Regions from separate parts of the Rattus norvegicus genome. Here region 2 is linked to region 1. A link is a contact called in public Hi-C data. All regions are on one chromosome and are shown on one strand. Each heading gives the region's core, a stretch centred on a gene start, on an enhancer-like site or on the middle of the called end of the contact. The rest is flanking DNA. Distances are from core to core; before and after follow the strand shown. Region 1 overlaps Rps6ka2 (ribosomal protein S6 kinase A2). Region 2 holds the start of Unc93a (unc-93 homolog A).

What was found. A called contact is a pair of places that touch in the nucleus more often than the background predicts.
Region 2: a Hi-C map of kidney shows a contact between it and region 1, with 2.3 times the contacts expected there. The contact joins the promoter of Unc93a here to the enhancer-like site in region 1. A contact is called at or near these places in 3 of 12 Hi-C or Micro-C datasets (kidney and liver).

The regions. Positions count from the first base shown.
Region 1 is chr1:55,422,600-55,425,595 of GRCr8, forward strand. All of the region lies in intron 11 of Rps6ka2 (ribosomal protein S6 kinase A2), which reads left to right. Among named protein-coding and RNA genes, the nearest start is that of Gpr31, 51 kb to the right of the region's middle. Within about 2 kb of position 1,527, at least 12 of the 93 cell types and tissues checked have an H3K27ac peak or open chromatin away from gene starts, as enhancers often do. A contact at or near this core is called in kidney, where this site is marked.
Region 2 is chr1:55,548,180-55,551,098 of GRCr8, forward strand. Unc93a (unc-93 homolog A) reads right to left here and starts at 1,589. Exons shown (of 10, transcript NM_001427477.1): 1 at 1,488-1,589. It overlaps LOC134482726 (a long non-coding RNA gene), which reads left to right. Exons shown (of 12, transcript XR_010059227.1): 7 at 1-2,919.

The DNA of each region.
Region 1 (2,996 bases), core at 277-2,776:
TATCCCTCACTGAGACTTCCCTTCCTAGATTGTGAGTCTAGATTGTGTCAAGTTGACGGTTAAAGCTAATCACTGCACTAGGCCAAGCCTGGCCTAGTGTGTGCTGTAGAAGCTCAGTCCTGTGGGATCCTTTCTGCAGCCATATACACCTTCCATAGACTACACCAGGCTCTGAGCTTGCCTTGCCCCTCTGTTACTGGGGAACACATTCCCTTGGTGCAAACACAGACATTGGGTTTCTGTACTAGGGACTGATATTTCTGTACCAGTAATTCAAGTTAAAGTACGGTGGGAAAGTGTTACTTGTTTGTCTCGGCATTTGGTTTATTTCGTTTGGCTTTAAAAGAGGCCCTTCTGGGTCACCAGGACCACACATGTTTATTCTTACCCTGTCCTTGACAGACAGTGCCCACCAAAGCCTGGAGAGATGGAGTGATGTCTGATGTCAGACAGCCATAGTGGGTGAGCATCCAGTGCAGAGCAAACAGAGCAGGGAGAGGGCGTGTAGGAAGTAACCAGGAGAAGAAGGGGAAAGGAGAAAGGAGAAAGGAAGGAGGTGCCGGTAGTATAGAACATGGGTGTGAATGGTTTCCAAAAGAACTGTGTTCAGGCTCTGAACCCTGGGTAGCCAGTGCAGAGGTCTTGCTGGTCTGATCTGACCTATCATTCTGTCTCAACTGTCCTTCCTCACATAAATGGTCCAGGTGCCACCGCTGTGTGTCCATGGCAGGGCCACGACAAACCTGACCCCACTACACACATATATGCACATCATGCTTTAGGAAGTCTGTAGACATGTGTCCTGGGCACCTTCCTGATGTTAGCAGCTCAGATCACTGAAAACCACAGAAGTCCTATGTTCTCAAGGACTCTTTTCACCAGAGGGTCTCCTCCCATGCCCCTCGGCAGCACGAACATTTAAGGGTGACAACAGAGAAGACATTTGCTGGCATCAAATGCATGCCTGTCGACAGGTTATCCAGGTGCAGCCTCAGGATGCAGCTGTTAAAATAATCATTTATTTTGCTTTCCACTGCCTTCTGTGACCCCAAACCTACCGGCATATATTTCTACTTTTTAAAAGTAAACACCTGTCCTCCACCAGCTGCCTCCTGGGGATTCGATGATCTGTGGGCACAGAGCAAGCATGCCATCCGCCAGAGTGTGGGTCACCAGTGTTAGCTGGAGCAGGTGGAGGGTGGCAGTTCCCTGTGATTTACCTGGCCTTTCTGCTTGTCCTCTGCTCCCAGCACATTAATGCCAGCCCCAGGTCTGCCCTCCGAACACCCTTGCTGCCTACCTAGCTAAGTGAAAAATTACAAGTTAATTATAGACCAGGAAGCTTGTGCAGAGGACGGTGGAGCTGGCAAATGTAAGCTGTGTTTACTTTTCCCCGGTGGCTGAGGCAATGCTGAGAGCTCAGGATTAGCACAAACCCAAAATAAACACACAAGGTGACCTCACGGGCTAGCAAGGCAGTCCACATTGGTATCCAGCCAGCCAGCTTCTAGCAAGCCGACCCAGGGTGAAATGGCACTCAGATGGGCAGAGAACAGTACTGCACCAGATTCAGCCTAGTGTGGTAGGGTGGACGTACCTGACAGATCGCTTGTTTCCAGGCCACTGTCCTCAGTCACAGCTCCGCCCGTCAGCATAAGGATCTGCAGATGTGCCTGCAGGCCATCGATTCACTGTTAACTGTGACACATGCTTGTGGTGCTTTCTACAATTCTGGCCCAGCACATCATCTGTTTCTTTGTGAGGTGGGGAGTCTAAAGAGAAACTGAGCACCTAGGTGGCTCTGGTGTGACAGTATGCTGTTGGTACTCTTGGCTGTCCTGTGCTCTGACTGGAGCAGGGGGAGGGTAGTGACTCACTGTAGGTGGTGTGCACAGTGTTTGCTAACTGGACCTCAGCTGGGTTTTCATCATGTGCTCTTGCTTCCACTGCCGCAGGAGGATTTCCACCACTTCCTCCTGTGGCGGATGCACCAGGAGAGCTCACCCCTCCAAAGTCCCCACATGAAGAATGTGGCTACGGTCCCTCTGTCTTGGGACTTTGTAGATGAAGATAGCTTTGCAGCATCACTCGGGTTGGGCAGGCTTGTAGAGGTATCGTTCTTCCTCAAGGCCAGTCTACAGCGTTCTCCACTCCCCAACTTCCTTTCATTCTGTTTCACAGCAACCTATGTGCAGTAATTTGTACTCAAAAAACAAAAGCACAGTCACCCTTCTCAAAACCTCAGAGCCACCCATGTGTGGAGACAGGGGAACAAAGCTATGCTGTGTGTAGTAGGAGCGCATATTGGCACCTTCCAGAATGCGAGTGCAGCAAAAGCAGACACAGAACTGCCCTTAAGATCATGAGAAGTCTCTAGGAAGCCATTGTAGCACAGAGCAACTGCTCTAGAGAGCCCTACAGGGGATGGGGTGCAGGCTGCCCAGAGCTTGCTGCCTCCACCCCTGAAGATGCTGTGACAACCTTGGGACGGAAGGCATGGTGCCAGCAGTAATACCTATCATGGACAGTCCCGCCATAGCAGTGACACACGTGTACGGTCCTCCCTCAGGAAGACTGTCTGTCCTTTGACAAATGTTCTGTCCACTCTCTTGCGTGCCTCCTGCTGCCTCTCTTATAGCTGGATCAGGCTTCAAAAGGAACATGAGGGGACACATTGCCAGGAAGCCTTATGCGACCTGGTGTTCACAGCACACAGATGGGACGTGTGACCATCTCGGTCCCTGGTCATTCAGCAGTGGCCACTGGTGGCTCCAGCACTGGGCTCTGGGGCATATGAAGGGCAGAGAAGTGAACCAAGAATAATGCAGGGTGAAGCACAAAGTGTAGCTGAGCAGAGCCCCGAGGCAGGCACAGCATCTGGCCTGTCTGTGCCCTCCATTTGTCCGAGATGCTCTTGACTGAGGATCTCTCAGCCCTGGCTGTGTTATGTGCTGTGTTCTAGTCACCCCTGTTTCTGTCAGATAACATCAAGGCAT
Region 2 (2,919 bases), core at 339-2,838, 130 kb after region 1:
TTTAATCTTGGAATGCCAATGCGGTTTCCAGGTTAAAATTTTAACGCACTGTTCAGAACTGTTGTGTTTTTCCCAGGGTGCATTGGGAAATCATTGTTGGGCAACACTTGTTTTCGTACGAGCAAGTAGCAGAGCCTGTCTATAAGGCACCACTTGACTGGCCATGATCAGAGCTACAGAACCAGTCATGGGGAAGATTTGGGGGCAGACTTCAGGGAGACAGACAGGGAAACAACTCAGTGATGTTAAGGCCAGTTACAAAGGCTCCTACTAAAAAGTAGTGTCTGTGGCTGGTGAGATGCTCAGTGGTGAAGACCATTTGCTGCTCTTCCGGAGGTTTGGGGTTTAGTTCCCAGCACCCATATCATGGCTCACGACAGTCTGTCCCTCCAGTTCCAGGGGATCCCAAAACACACTTCTGGCCTCAAGGGTACTAGACATGTACATGACACACAGACATACATGTGGGCAATATACCCAAGCATACCAAATTAACAATGAAAAAATTAGTACCTGGTTGGAAAAGCATAGGAAAAGTTAATTTGCGTATGTACACGTGGATATATTATAAATATATGCCTTGGCAAAACACATTGCATTGCATCTTCACTGTATATATAGGAGCACATGTCTGTGTGCACATACTGTGTGCACACACCCACACACAGTGACTCTGGAGTTTGACTCATCAAGCTCTCCTTGCAACTCATAAGCAACCGAACTTATATAAGAAAATGCACATGCCTTTCTGTGTTCGATGTACCTGTGTTCTATTCTACCCTCTACATTCATCTAATTTCACAACGAAAAGTGTTCTTAAGGAAACGATACTTTCAAAGTATCTTTAAATATTCTTAGGAAGAACTTTGCAAGGTAAACTGAGACAGCCACTGAGTGTGCGCAGTCCTCTTCTGCACTGGTCTGTGGGGAATTAGCCAGGATTATGCCTTAGGTCACATGCCTGGCCTCCTTCCAACCATCATACACAAACACCAAGTCATAGGAATTGCCTCGATTTTATGGGTTGCCTGCATTCATGATCTATGTCCACCCTGATTATTGAAGGCATCTGTCCACAGCACAGCCCAGGGATTAACCCAGATGCCAGGAAGGAACATACTAGCACAGGTACAGAAACATTGAAGTGGGGAGGACCAGCCTGGGTCTCCTCTGCCCTGCTCTCCTTCCCGCAGGCCCTGGGTCATCCATTTGGGGCAAGTGAGTGGGAAACACCTTTGGGTTGGGCTATTTACCATGGTCTAGAGAGGAACACCAGGTCCCTCCTGGAGCCCAGATGAACTCTGGTAGACACCTCTGATCAGTTGGCAAGTGTCTCTTGAATTCTGAACCTTAGATGAGGAAGTGGCCTGCCACAAAACCAAGCCAGATTCTTCTTCCCAGCCTGGACCTGTTGTTTGAGGGTTGTGCTTAGGTGGCCAGCAAGACTAGGTCATTGACTGCCTCCTCTAAGGCAAGAAAACACATACCTGGCCATACCTGCCCATCCCGTTTGGTCTGTCCCTCTTCGTTGTACTGCCTAGCAGGGACCCAAGGCTGAGATGGCTGAGACAGCACAAGGAGGCTAGCACCCACTCAGCTAAGGAAAAAGTCAGGCTGATGCTGTGCATTGAGAGCAGGCAGCCAGGATTGTGACTCACAAGGGAGGGCAGGAGCTCTGCGCTCACTGCAGTGGCTGTGGGAGGGGCTGGTCTTCACATCTGGATGTCAGGGTGCGCATCACCCTACAGGTGATGTCAGAGACCCCAGATGAGACACGCACACTCCACGTGCACTCAAACAGCCGTAAACATTCAATCATTATGGTCCATTTTCTGGATCATCAAAGAACCACAAATAAGTAGGAGGTACTAGACTCCTGTCTTCCCAAGCCAGCAGCTGGCACCTGCTCACCTGGACACATTTTGGTTTGTCTTAGTGTTAGATTGTAACTCTTTTATAATCTGCTGTGTGGCTCCCAGGAGATTGGGGGCTTTGGAGGTGAGGGCTTTGTTGGAAATGCAGGGAAGATTGTTCCCCCATGAAGAATTCAGCCAATGAGGCATTTAGGGGGAGCAACGAAATGTGTTTATAAAAGACAGGTTTGTGCCCAATTGGTACACCAGGCATTTTTTGCTTCTTATCATGGCTTCCCGGAAACCAAAAATAAGTAAATCTACCTGGCTTTGAGTAGTCTGAGTCTCCAGTGCTTTTATGACCAAGTGGGGATCGTTCCTCACACTAACCCTGAATAGTCTGTGCCTGAACTGGGCAGGAGTCCAGGTGCTGTGTGAGGACATTGTGGACTCAGTCATGTGACTTCAAGTAAGCCAGATGGCACTTTTATCTTAACTCCAGTGGGATTAGCTTATAGCTGGCATTGATTAGAACATCTCTGTGGCCTAATAAGCCATTGCCCTTCCCAAAAGGAGCTTGTAAGTCAGTTTTGGGAAATAGTGATCACAGTGTGTCACCTAGGTGCAGCCTGTTCCAAACGTTTCCAATTTTCCCTGCCCTTTAGTTCTTTTGAGCTATAGGAGCTGAGCTTCTGAACTCATTTCCCCTCTCTTTTTTGAGTACCTACTGTGTGTTATTCACTGTGGCCGACTGTCTCTGGGGAGCTGAAGATGCCTATCCTCACAGCCCACTAGGAAATGTGAGGTATTGCCAATGTTAAGGGCACAGAGCAATATTCTCTGGTTCTGGCAGAAGGAACAAATGGGCTAAAAGTGCTTGTGTACCTGCCTTGAAATATTTATCTATGCCCAGTGTTCCAAACAGCCTTGAAGACTTATTCTGCAGAACAGCCCCGACCAGGAAGTGTCGAGAGTCAACAGGGCCTTGTATAAGCAAAGTGGCCTAGGGTTGACTTAGTAGAAACTAAAGACTCCATCAATGTAGAGGTAATTTGAGGGGCTGGGC